Linked DNA regions of Sus scrofa: region 2 is linked to region 1. The links are chromatin contacts, called in public Hi-C maps. All regions are on one chromosome and are shown on one strand. The core of a region is the stretch at or near the end of the contact, and the rest is flanking DNA. Distances in the headings are between cores, read along the strand shown. Region 1 overlaps ACVR2A (activin A receptor type 2A). Region 2 has its middle 220 kb from the start of ACVR2A.

Region 1 (6,849 bases), core at 1,862-4,361:
GGTTCAGGGACAGTCCTTGCTGGCCCTTTTGGAGCCCACAGTTAACATGTAGATGTATTAAAAATAGGTTGGTTGATTAGTTGTTTGACTTTTGCAGCTTGGAAAGAAAGGGTAAAGCGAGTTGCTTCAACAATTTTAGGCAAAGATGGAGAAAAGGAGGAGAAATGTTTGATTCCAGGTCTGTAGTGGTTGGGAGAAGAGCCATATCTGGGGTGCTTGGCGAATGTTACGTGCTCAGTAAGTATTAGCTGTTAATTGCCAACAAGCTCGAAATTGTACTCCAGAGGAATAATTTTTTGAAGCCATTGATTTCATTATCAAAATTGATTTATTGAAATCATTTTATTTGAAATTAATTTTGTATAGTAAAAAATTTCATTTTTGAATATTCTGTGCAGCACTATGCATAGCACTTTACACATATTAACTCATGTAATCTTTCTATTAATACCCAATGATATGGGTTCTGTTTTATTAAGTCCATTTTATAGACAAAAAAATCAAGACACAAATACGTACTGTGACTTAGCCTAGAGTCAGTGTGCTGAATGGTAAAGCCTGAGCATTTATGTCCAAGGATTGTTGTCCATTGAAGTAATCTTAATTGAATGGGTTATTTCAATAAATAATTAGGTCAGGTCCATAAAAAACTAAAGTAAGATAAAGGGAGGGATCTGAGTACATATATTTCATTTAAAGTAGCTTTTGTAGTGACTGTGTATATAGCCTTGCAGATGAACATAACCATTTCACCACATCACAATTTATTAATTATAGCATCATCTTTTTCTTTTTTTCAGTTCTACTTGAAGAATACAAATGCTAAATAAAAATGAAATTTCTTCTATACCCAGTAATAGACCTGATGCCTCTGAGCAGCAGCCAAAAGAATGGGCATTCCTATTATCTCTTTCAGACTTGTAGCCCTAGTGCTGACTATCCTGAGAAGCTAATCACTTAGGGAACTTATTTACCTTGGTCTGTCTTTGCTTTCCTTCCATGAGGAGTTAGATGAGGGAAACTCTGGGTAGTAGGAGTTGATATATCACACAGGAATTTTGAAGATCTAATTGGATAGAATCATGGCTGTGCATTTGACAGTCAGTATCAACGTTATTGAACCTGTTAATGTATACTCTCTTGCTGTCCCTAGCTCAGAAACATTTGTCCTGATAACACATATTCTTTCTTTGCACATTTTATTTCTTTCTGCTTGGTAATTGTCTTTTTAAAAATTAGCAATTGTAGCGAGTTTCCCTTGAGGCTCAGTGAGTTAAGAACCTGACATCATGTCCATGAGGATGCAGGTTCGATCCCTGGCCTTGCTCAGTGGGTTAAGGATCCGGTGTTGCCACAAGCTGTGGTGTAGTTCAGAGATGTGGCTCTGATCTGCTGTGGCTGTGGCTGTGGTGTAGGCCTGCAGCTGTAACTCATATTTGAACCCTAGCCTAGGAACTTCCATATGCCACAGGTGTGTCCCTAAAAAGGAAAAAAAAGGAAAAGAAAAAAAAATTAGCAACTGTAAAATTTCTTAGAAAGTATAATAATTGGATGATTAAGGGGAGACATTTAGAATTTGTCAGTTTTCAAATACTTTGGGTGGGGAAGGGGGTGCTTATTTCTTCTTGATCATCCTAAGAAGTTGAATAAGGTATTAAAAATTTGTATATAAATGTCTTGAAATGGTTTAAATAGAGAAAATTTATAGTAAATATCATATATATATTTATAGCATATAGACTCCTTATTTCTAGAAAAATTTCTTTGTATTCTAGTTCTGTATATCTAACTGCTTACTAAATATCTCCTATTAGATGTCTCTGAGCGCTAACATACAAGGGTAATGATGATCTCTCTCAAACCTGATTCTCAGTAAATGGAACCAGTAACCATTTGGTTGTACAAGTCAGAAATCTGGGGTGTATATCCCAGTACTGTTTTTCATACCTATGCTGCCTTATTCCATTTCTCAAGGATTCTCTCCTTAGGAAAACCTCTTATTTACCTGTCCAGTATAAGTTAGGTTTTTCCTTACAGGTGCTCATGGTAACTAAATTCCTTTTCTTTGCTCTCATTTTATAATTATGCATTCATTTGATTAGTCTTTCTTCCCCACAATATAGTAAACATCATGAGAGTCTAGGTAGTCAGTGTCTGGTACAAACTAGGTGCTCAGTAAAGATTTGTTGAATGAATATGAGTATTCATTCCTTTCTGATGTTTGTCAATAGTTATTTTTTTTTTCCCCTTAAGGAATAAGCAGCAAGTGTCTTTCTCATCGAGCAATCTAATTACTTGACATTAGTGTGCTGATTTGGTTTTTACTCTTATCTCCAGTCACAGTGCATGATATTCAAGTTTTATTTTCGAAGTTGTGAATCTAAGACTATTTTGGTTACTTTTTATCTGTTTGTGTATTTGGTGAATTAATTTTTTTTGGATTATGTTTTGACTCATGTTTTGTAACTTAAGTTTATGCATTGGGACCTGTTGTTGATGTCTGTGGCTTGAATCATTCTATAGCTTATTCTAATATTCGTTTACTGAAAAGTATATTGAGCAAAATACACTTTTTAGTAAGATGCATGAAACAGCAGCTACTTGCACAGTGTTATTACAGTGGCATCTTGATCTCTGAAAGCACCAGTATGAAAAGAAAATCTGAGAGATGTTTAAGCTTTGGGAAGCTATAGTCTAGTTACTCACTTGGCATGTATTTCTTTCAAGAGAGGAATTTTACTTTGGAGTACTGATAAGATGTTTTGATACTAGGATTAGCTAAACCTTTTAGATGAATTAGAAATAGTCCTGAATCTTTACGGGAGAAGATCAAGAGGCAAAAAAAAAAAAAAAAAAAAAACCCAAACAAACAAACAAACAAACTAAGCAACTGGTACATAAAAATGAGTGGTCAAATCTTTTTCATCATTGCTATTGTTCTCTGTAGAAATACTGAAAACTGAGAAATAAGTGCTTGGAGGTATTCGAAGCTTTTACTGGTTTAAATTAGTGCTTTTGCCTCTTTGGGGATGACTGGGGGAATGAAAATCTAGTTCTTTATCAGTATAGGGGTCCTGAGCTTGAAAATTATGTATAGATACTTGCTTGAGTTCTTCACTCTGGTTGTGGCTGGGGAAGCAGGTCTGATATGTCACTGTTTTCTATTCAATTCTGATCTTATTCTTCCCGTGTCCTAGTGTATTATTTGTATTTCACACACTCACAGAGGCACCAGAAACATTTTTCTGTCTCACTGTAAGCAGTCTCCTGTCTTTCATGAGAGTAAAACCTTTCAGGAAGTTGGAGATTCTAGATTATTACATCAACTGTCAGTGATCTGAGAAAACTTTCTGTGTAAAAATTTCTTGTGCTGCTTCTACAGTTTTTGTTAAAGACAATACTGCCCTCTGGTGTCCAGAATCCAATTTCAATGCGTAGATTTTCAAACTGCTTTTTTTTACTCTTATAGTTTAGACCCCAGAATTCCTTAGAAAATTAAGTAACAGTTATTTAAAGATTTGTTTTAGTTTATTCCCTGGCTTGAAATCCATTGGATCAGGTAACTTGGGGTCATACTATAGACATCAATATAACAATACTTCTTATCTGATAGATAATATCCAAGATTTTTTTAAATATATTACTTTCCTCTGTTTATAAGGAAAGTGTTCTTAATTCTCATTTGAAAAATATGATACATTCAATCATTGACAACTTTTAAAAAGCTAAATCATTATTCTCTTTCCTTCACTTTTGTAATTTGTGTCATTTTTCATTTCATTCCGGATATAAATCGTAATTTCTTTTGCCTGTGTTTTTTCTTCACAAGCACGCCTTTCATATAATGATAGAGGTAAGATTCATTGATATTTATTTTATGGTTGTGGAACTTTTTGTGGATGCATACAAAACATTTTTTTCTTAGATTTTTGTTGTTGTTGCTTTATTGTGCATCCTTTATAGTTTATAAATTTATGTTATAGTTTTTCCCGCCGCTTTTAGTATTAAAAACTTGATTGATTTGCCACAGTAATAGTTTTTGGTCCTAAAGTATTGTTAACAGTGTTTATACTTATCTAAGGTGAAATGTAGAAACAACTGTTTTAGCTGGTTAGATGTTAACACATAATGGATATATTTTTAGCTTTGAAAACCTTATATTGGTTATTTTTATAGTATGTCATTAGCTTAAATGCCAGCATGTACTCATTTTTAACAGGGGCTGACTTTCAGGTCGAACACATTATCTTTCAATGCGAAATCTATATTTTCAGGTAGTTTTTTTCATCTTTAGCATCTTGAACAAGTGGACTAGCTAGAGAAGTGGTAACTTGATCTTTTGCTGTCTGCAAATTTAAGGCTTTATTTAGATTTAGAACTCACTTTTCATTTGGAGAAGTCAGGATAAGTAAAATGATCGCAGACTGCTTTACATCTCTTCATTTCTAGTCGTTTATTCCACTATTGGTTATAGTAATGATCCTGAGTAGTGGTGTTGGAGTGGGGGACACTTTTTCCAGCTATTGTCCTTTGTTGCTTCTCAACATGATGTCTTCTGATGCTGTAATTTTCATATATAAACAAGAAGAGATGTAATCAAAGCCATGTTCTAGTGCATATCTTTTTAACTGTGCAAAATAGCATGGACACTGCAAGAAAACTGGAACTTAGTAAATGTTTTCAGGAATTTTATAGTCCTTATAGTTGCCCCTCTAAAAGTGGTTTTTCTTTGTAGCAGGACAGAGCCATGTTTTATGGGTAACATCAGAATGTTGTCATTATGAGGTTTAAGTCAAATTTGTCTCCCCAGGTGTTCATGTATTTTAAAGGTATAAATCTTCATTCCTAGAAACAAAAATTGAGTTTTTAGTAAATACATTAGTAAAATGGTGCTAATAAACTGGAAATCATTTCTAATATTCTTGGATTATTGGATAAGTAAAAGCTAGATATGAGAAAGGCTGTTAAAGCTTCCTATAAATGAAGTGAAGGGCTGAAAAGTATGAAGTAGGAGAATATTCTAATAATTTTTTATTAAAAAATCAAAAAAGTATATTGAAAGCTATAATGATATAGAGTTCTTTTGAACCTAACCTTTTAAGAATTATAGAGTATTATTTAAAAATACATATCGTTTCTAAAAGTTTTGACACTTCAAAGGAATGTGTCTTTGTAGACCTTTTTCTCACTCTTTGAAAGTTGGCCATTGTTCTCCTTAATTTAAGCTTTTTACTTATAGGTAATTTTGACAAAGCATATTATCAGGCTGTTATGATATAATCCTGACTGTAATGGTAATATCATTAGGAGAATGATCTAAGATTTCTTACTGAAATAATGGTAGCTTAGAAACTTTCTAAGCAGAGTCTTGAAAACTTATGGGAACTCTGAAGTTTATATATACATTCGAAAAACATACAGTGATTTTTTTTTTTCTAAGCATAGGCATTGGAAATTATTGTTTCCTAAAACTAAGGTTAATATTTTATTAAAGTCATATTTTGAATCTCTGACACATTCTTAATTTGGGGTGTGGATTGAGTTATCTAACCCCTATTTTATAGACTGAATCATATTCATGTGGTTAGTCCTCTTTGGAATAGAGAATGGGTAATGTGTATGTTATCTAGGGAGACGTTATCAGTCAATTTATAAAAGTTATTTAAAAATCTTAGTGTTTAAGTATAATGACATATTATTTTTGGTTATTTTTCCTCTTTAGCTTTTAACCTTTGTCTTCATACTTTAGTTTTTAGCATCCCTGCTTTGAAAATAGGACTTTTCTAACTTATTTCTTCTAAAAGAGGGGAAATTGTTGACTTTATAAAGTTTTTCAAACTGAATTTTTTCTGTTTATTTAGCATAATTATTCTTTTATGCATGTATCTAATAATTCTTGGACTTTGAGCACTGAGTGGTTTCATTTGCCTCTAGAAGAGTGGGTTTCAACTTTCTTCCCTCCTGTCTCCACATTCACATAAGTCATATACTGCTATCAGTGGCATCTCTTATTACAGGTATACATGGTCAGTGAAGGGATAAGGGAGGGACTGTTTAGTTTTGTTAAAAGTTCTCCAGAGAAAGTCTTATGTCCCCTCCCACTGAGAATCATAACTTGAAGCACCATACTTCTGTAAGATTTGTATCTGACTTCCTTGACCTGTCACTCTACTAAATTAAAACAATCTTCAGCTCTACTAACTTTTCATGTTTTGAATGTGAAGGGAAAGCAACTTTTGTAGGCATTCAAAAAATAAATATCTGATGTTAAAATGAATCACAGGAAGTCTTCTGGTTTATCATACTGGTTTAAAATAGGAATTCTCAAACCATTTTATAAAGATTGTCTAGTTTAGAAGAAGAAGGTACTTTTTAATACTTTGCAATGTGTCTCTTTCTGAGGGTCTTTCTAATGTAGATGTTAACTTTTAAGAATCTTGAGCAGCACCTATGGCTGAATAATGCCTAAAGGGAGCACTAAGACCTGAGAAGGTTTTTTTGTTTGTTTGTTTGTTTTTGTTTTTATTTTTTTTTTTTAAGGAGGGGAGAGTAAAGACAGAGAGGACATGCACTGATGAAGGGGTGATTTACAATTTCCAAGTGTCTTAGGTGCCACCCACTATCATAAAGTCTGTTGCTACTGCCACAGAAATTTTAATTCCCCCTTACAATACTCATGCAGACCTTCAGACATGTTACTACTTTCCTCTGGAGGCTTTCCAAAAGGCTTTCTACCTCTTGCTTTAGTGGTAGATAATGAACTAACAGAATGCTTTCCATGAAAGTTTGCCCCTATGCTTTGTATAGGGAGGATTCCTAGGTGATCTGACATGCTGTACCTGTATTCAT
Region 2 (6,411 bases), core at 2,412-4,911, 280 kb before region 1:
TACTGCTAAATGGAATGCAAGATCTTGATTTAGATTCCTTCATTTCCCAAACTGCCATGACCATAATCGATATCAGTAAATATTTCTTAATTTTTGTACTCAAATTAATAAAAATACCCAAAGTGGCCTCAGATATTTATCCCTCACACCTACAGAAGCCCAGCCAATCACCCACAAATCCCCACAGCTCCAAAGTCAAGGATTCTGTCCCTCCAGATATCAGAATCTCATTAGGGTTTGTCCCCAGGTAGGACATCGAATTATCCCTCCAGTTCTAATCAGGGGCCATCCAAAATATCTCTTCAGCATCTAGAGAGATTAACCTGAGAGGCTTGTTTCAATAGCAAAATTCTGATTCAGCACATTTGGAGTGGAGCTCAGGTGCCTGAAGTTTTAGAGAGTGATAAAACCCAGGTGATGCTGATAAAAACAATGACCTCTTTGGAGGATAGGGGAATAGGTCTTAGCCTTGACTGTTCTTTTTTTTTTTTTTTCCCAGCACCTAGTACAAAGTCTGAAACATGTTTGTTGTTCTCACCCCAAAACAGCCAGTCCTATCTAGAGGCACACCAATATGGCATTGAATTAAATTAGGGGTATAAGAGATGAGATTAAAGGTTCAGCTACTCCTGTGCTTTACCTGCATCTTTCACTTCCCTGCTGGGAACCACTCTCAGCCTCACTTTGCACCTTATTTACAACCATCTGCTGATTCTGGGAGCATCCAGCTATCTTACATCACCATCTTGGCCCCTGCAGTTACACGTAGGCACATGGTCCTGTGTTCTACCATCCGCACCAGCCTTGAAAATAAGCTCAGGTGACTACAGAGACTACAAGAAATCTGGAGGAAAGAGAAGAAACCTGGGCCAAATTCCAAGAAGAAACTGAGCTGAAAGTGCTCAGCCTTCCTCTCTGTTTCCCTTTGGCTTTACAGGAACTGGTGGCTTTGGGAAAATTGAAGCTGTGGCTGCCGGCATTTGTACGTGTTGTCTGATGGGGAATAAGATGATTAGGTGGGCAAGGAATGAAGCCAATGCAAATGTTGTGGGCTGGAAAAAATGCTTAAGGAGTTTTGAAATCTTTTACAAGGCCAACTCCCCTTGTGTCCAAACTTCTACACACCCAGCATCCCTTCCTTACATAGCTCACTCCTCCATTTAGAAAGCAGAGGCCAAAAGACCAGCTCCCCTGCTAACATAGTGCTTGGAGTGGCTGAGTGTGAGGCACACTAGGGCTGAACAAAACTGAGCTTCAACAGACTGCCAGGGTCTGGTTACAGCCCCTTCACCCACTAGTTTGTTCATTTAGGTTTCAGTTGTCTACTTTGAAAAATGAGGGGGTAGGAGGCAATGGTCTAGAGACTTTTGCATGTTTGACAGCAAAATAAACCTAAACCCAAGTCCTTTTATCCATCCCTTCCTCAAAGCACTGTCTCACAGAAAGCTCATCTCTGTGCAATTCAAAATTCCAAATCTGTTAAATAAGAGCAATTTTTGATAGTCTCTATTTTGCAGATATTGATGTACAGGAAACTAATAAATGAAAGTAAGCACCTAGAAATGATAAATTATTATAAATTTGTACAATTGTCTCAAGAATCCTGGTGTTCTGCTATCTTCATTATTAATGAACTAGACAACCCTTTTTAAAACAGATAATGGTGAACAGCAAGAAGATAAATATTTCACATTTTTCATTCAGGACCTTCTCTCTACAAAGAGAAATTTCATCTTATAAATATCTCATGTTATTTATTCAATTACTTCATTGTTTACTGCTCTTTCCCACTTGCATTTATATGGGGAGGAGAGCCTAGGTTGTTTTTTTATTTTGTACTTGAAACTCAGGGTCATTCCTGCATTTTTCACTAAATAATCATACTTGCACATATCTTTTTGCCTCTTTTGGATTTTAATTTTGGAAACCGGGCAACTGCTTTTATGTTACAATAGTGGTGATTTACCACTCATAGCTCAACTCTGAAAGTGTGAGAGAGAATAGTCCTCAGGTAAAAGGTGACACCATTTTGCTGTGACAATTTCAGCCAGCCCCAATACTCACTGTTCTCCAATCCTCAAGAAATAATGCAAGGGCACTAGATGGAAATCCCATCATCACCTAAACTCTGCAAACATTCAGTCTTAATGAAATGCACTGAACACAACCAGTATCCACTACATGTTCACTAGTTAATCTGACCACTCTTGAAGCAGGTTCTAAATGAAGTGAGAGCACAATACCTTATATTTAAATTGTATGTTCCAGTTTAAGAAATGCTTTAAAACACCTAACTTGGTCCCCACATTAATCCAGTCATTAGCCCATTTGATAGATTAAGATGCTGAGAAAAGGTCACTTCACAGCTTTCTAGAAAAACTTAGAACCATCCTTCATGAGAACGGGGAGATTTTTGTAACCCTCCCAGTTCAAGCAACATTTACTTATTAAGGCAAGAAAAGTAAGCAGAGCACTGGAAGCCAATAGACCTGAATTCAAGTTCTGATTTGGCCACTTACTGGCTGAATGACCTTGGGCAAGTTACTTAACTCACCTAAGCCCAGATATTTTTCATACATTAAAAATAAAGCTAATGATAAACTACCTCTCTCGGTTGTTATAATAGTTACATAAAATAATGAAAGTAACAGGCCTTGCTTTGATGCCTGGCACTCACTAACCACTCAGAAAAGGATGCTTTATAACAAAACTACACAGTGCCACCTGCTCTTCCTAATTAACATCCCTCATACACACACCCAAATGAAATAACAAACCAAGTAAGATTCCATCTATGTCCCTACGAAGATTAAAAAAAAAAAAACATGTCACTGTATAATCAGCCACACTGTTCCTATATCTCTTATAATAATGGAATCTTTATTCCAAAGGACTTATAAAAGAATGTCTTCCTTAGACTAGATACAGAGAGGAGGGTTTGGGAAATGAGCCTCCTCCTAGGGCAATTTCCTTTGCAATTTCCTTTGCATCTTTGACCCACACAGAGAAGCTCTCTAATTCCTCTTTACCATTGATTAATGGCATGTTTTTCAGGTATGTTACATGCCTTTAACTCGTGATATCCTGAGTGAAGCGTGACAAAACCATAATCTTTGGTTTATCCATCCAGCACATTTCACTCACCTAACCTGGGAAACAGATATCATCTTTGTCAAAAGGAATTGCTTCATGCACTTGGGCAACACATGCCTGGTTTCAGGCTTCCTTCCTCCCTTCCTGTCCCTGCTCAGACACCAGGCAAATGGGATTCCTTCAGGGAGGGCTTGGATGGAATCCAATTCAAAGACATATAATTGGCAGTTTTTTCATTTTTCAAAGGCCTTTTCAATACACATACTGCTACAGTCAGACTTGCTTTCATTCTCACAAAACATTGCCTCACCTCCAAGACTGTTGCTAGGATATAGGGGATATCACAACTCCTGAATACATAGGCGGAAGGAAAAGATTTTCCTCCTCCTTACAAATGTCAGTTCAATTCTTGCTCTGCTTTTCTTCAAGGCCAAACTCAGGACAAAGAATAGGATTACTAGGATGAAGTATTCAAAATAAAAGTCCGAAGAAACCAGAGAGACCAGCGCCTGACTGGGAATGGGGGTGGAGAAAGCCTGTGGGAGAGAAAGTTTTGCTTGCTACAGTGGTCAGATGACTCACCAGATGTGGCCCAGATCCAGATTTAGCAATAGCGACTGTGTGTGTGTGTGCCTGTGTGCGTGCGTGCATGCACGTGTATGCACGTGTGTGTACACACCTGTGTGTAAAAATCACAGACAGGGGAGGGTATTGCAAATCAACCAGGGACAGAAACATTTCCTCTCCAAAGGTAGTGCCCTTTCTAAAGTCAGTAAGTCAGAGAAGAGAGCTCTAGGATTTATTAAGCTTACAGCCTTATTAATCTGCAAATATGGCAACTGAAAGGGTTAACATATTAAAGGCTTACCCACTGTGGTAGTTTTGAACACATCCATAAAATCCTATATATTTCTTCCTTCAAAAAGTGGAGCCCAACCCCCCTTCCCTTAAAGGTGGACTGCATTTAGTGACGCATTTCTAGCTAAAAGGATGTGGTAGAAGTGACAGTGATACAGAGTGGCTTCTAAGATTGGACATAAAAGGTGGTGTGGCTTCCTCCTTACTCCTTTGTGTCACCTGCTCTGAGGGAAGCTGGCTGCCATACCATGCCGTGAGGGCACTGGAGCAGCCCTGTAAATAATTTTACAAGGAGAGGAACTGGGACCTCCAGCCAACAACCATGTAGGTGAGCTGTCTTGAAAGCTGATCCTCCAACTACTGTCTAGCCTTGAGCTGACCGAAGCCCCAGCCAGGATCTTGACTGCAACTTCATGAAAGACCCCCGGCTAGAATGATCTGCCTAAGGTCCTCTCAAATTTCTGACTCAAGGAAATTATGAGATCATAAATGTTTGTTACGTTAAGCCACTCAGTATTGGGTTAGTTTGCTTTGCAGCAATAGATATCTAATAATGTCACCTTTCCTCCACAAACATATTCAGATTATCTAACCACCTAGCCACTAAGGAAATCAATCCTGGGACTAAAGTATTTTAAAGAAAAGGGAAAGTCAGATATTTTATATCCTTTTATCATTTACAGGCCAACTTATGCTAATGGAGAGGACAAGACAGGGTAAAGTGCCATGGGAAATATGACACCAGAGTCTGCGGGGTTCAAAAGGAGGGATCCAGAGAGGAACTTTGACCACTTTTCAATGTTAATCAGAAATCTGTCTCTTACTTATCACAGGTATGGGCCCACCTTCTTTTTCCACAAGATGAGACTCACCTGCACCTAGTGAGGGACATGGGAAGATGGTAATATCAGATCCCAGAGGCTGAGGCAGCCTGAAGACAACTGGATCCAGGCACTTCTGCCAGAGGGGAGCTGGAACCACAAAAGGAGAGGCAGCTTGGGAGCTGGAAACACTGGCACAGAAAGAGGGCAGAATACTCAGGTCTTTCTCTTCCTCCCATCCTCCAATTTCTTGCCCTTTTATCCCCTTGGATAAAAGGCTCTGACTAAGAGCCTGAGAAGGGCAAGGAATCAGTCTGAGAGCAAACAGGGAAACAACCGTTGCTTTTCATAATTATTTTCCAATTCATCTTTTAATGTTTGGGAGCAGATGGAAGGATAAGTCCACACAATCCTACAGTGGTTCTGGCACCACCACACCGGAAAGAGAATGCATTTTTAAAGCACTGTGAAAACCACCAAGCTGGATTGCATAAGTTCATTTTTTATGGGAAGGCCCTAAGGCATCAAAACCAGAGGTGGGAGGAAAGAATACAGTTCACAAAATGAGCTGTATTGCTCATTAGAAATGTTTTATACTTATGTTTAGATATTTAGGCCTAGTCAAAAAATGTATAAACAGAGAGCTCTTGCGGATAAGGTTTCATCGCTTGTTTGCAAGAGGAAGAGGATAGTTACACAAGGCTAGGTTTTCCAGGTAAGTCTTCACTTTCTTCATCATCTTTGTTCTCTGTGTAATCATGCAGTGCTCTGAAACATCGAGGCCCCATTACAGCAACACTAACAATCCACCTGAAAGATGGAGACAATCAAATACTCACCAACCAGCTAAGAATGTGCAGCCTTTTTTGTGGTCATAAAGTTCTAAAAGACAGGCACAATCTATTTCTCCAGTACCTAGTCAGGCACTTCACCTTCGAAAACATCAGGTTCTATCAGGTTTTACAAAATACTCTGTGAGTTAACTAGGTTTCAGTTTTAATTCTCTTTATACACATCTCCCATTCATTTATTAGAATTTTTTAAACTGCAGCCTGTGCTAAAAGCCAGGCCACAAACAATAAAAATTTTCATTAAAATATTTAAAACCCAGAACAGGAGCAATAACATCAAAACTAAATGGCTAGCAGCCTCCAATAGCAAATCTCAAGAGGCCTTTCCACCATGTAATGCTGCTGAAAGAAGCCACATTTCGCACTTTGTCCTAAAAGTTATTAAGCCTGGACTCTTGAATGGGCATGGTAAGAAGTTATTGAAAATACGGAACTGTCCAGAGAAAATGTCTGAAACCCTCTACTCCCTCCCATCTATTTTCTTTATAATGGATAGAAAGAAGATAGATAGATAGATAGATAGATAGATAGATAGATAGATAGATAGGAAGACAGACAGATGGATAGACAGATAGATAGGAAGATGAATTTACTATATGGATTTGAGCCTGCAGTAAATATGCTTAGCAAGCTAGAAGACTTGGAGGCCTAAAGAGGGTCAGAAACTATTGCTACCTCAGGAACAATAAAATTAAGTTAAGCACCAACAGATAGAGGCACCTGTGTGTGTGTGTGTGTGTGTGTGTGTGTGTGTGTGTGTGCGTGTATGCATTGCCCGTATACACTGT

Evidence for each region. Hi-C and Micro-C count contacts between places; a contact is called where the count stands out from the background.
Region 2: a contact with region 1 is called in a Hi-C map of omental adipose tissue, with 1.7 times the contacts expected there. The contact joins two enhancer-like sites. A contact is called at or near these places in 2 of 47 Hi-C or Micro-C datasets (embryonic fibroblasts and omental adipose tissue).

The regions. Positions count from the first base shown.
Region 1 is chr15:4,192,948-4,199,796 of Sscrofa11.1, reverse strand. The region is part of intron 4 of ACVR2A (activin A receptor type 2A); the gene reads left to right. Among named protein-coding and RNA genes, the nearest start is that of ACVR2A, 63 kb to the left of the region's middle. Within about 2 kb of position 3,111, at least 4 of the 83 cell types and tissues checked have an H3K27ac peak or open chromatin away from gene starts, as enhancers often do. A contact at or near this core is called in omental adipose tissue, where this site is marked.
Region 2 is chr15:4,473,226-4,479,636 of Sscrofa11.1, reverse strand. No RefSeq gene overlaps it. Among named protein-coding and RNA genes, the nearest start is that of ACVR2A, 220 kb to the right of the region's middle. Within about 2 kb of position 3,661, at least 19 of the 83 cell types and tissues checked have an H3K27ac peak or open chromatin away from gene starts, as enhancers often do. A contact at or near this core is called in omental adipose tissue, where this site is marked.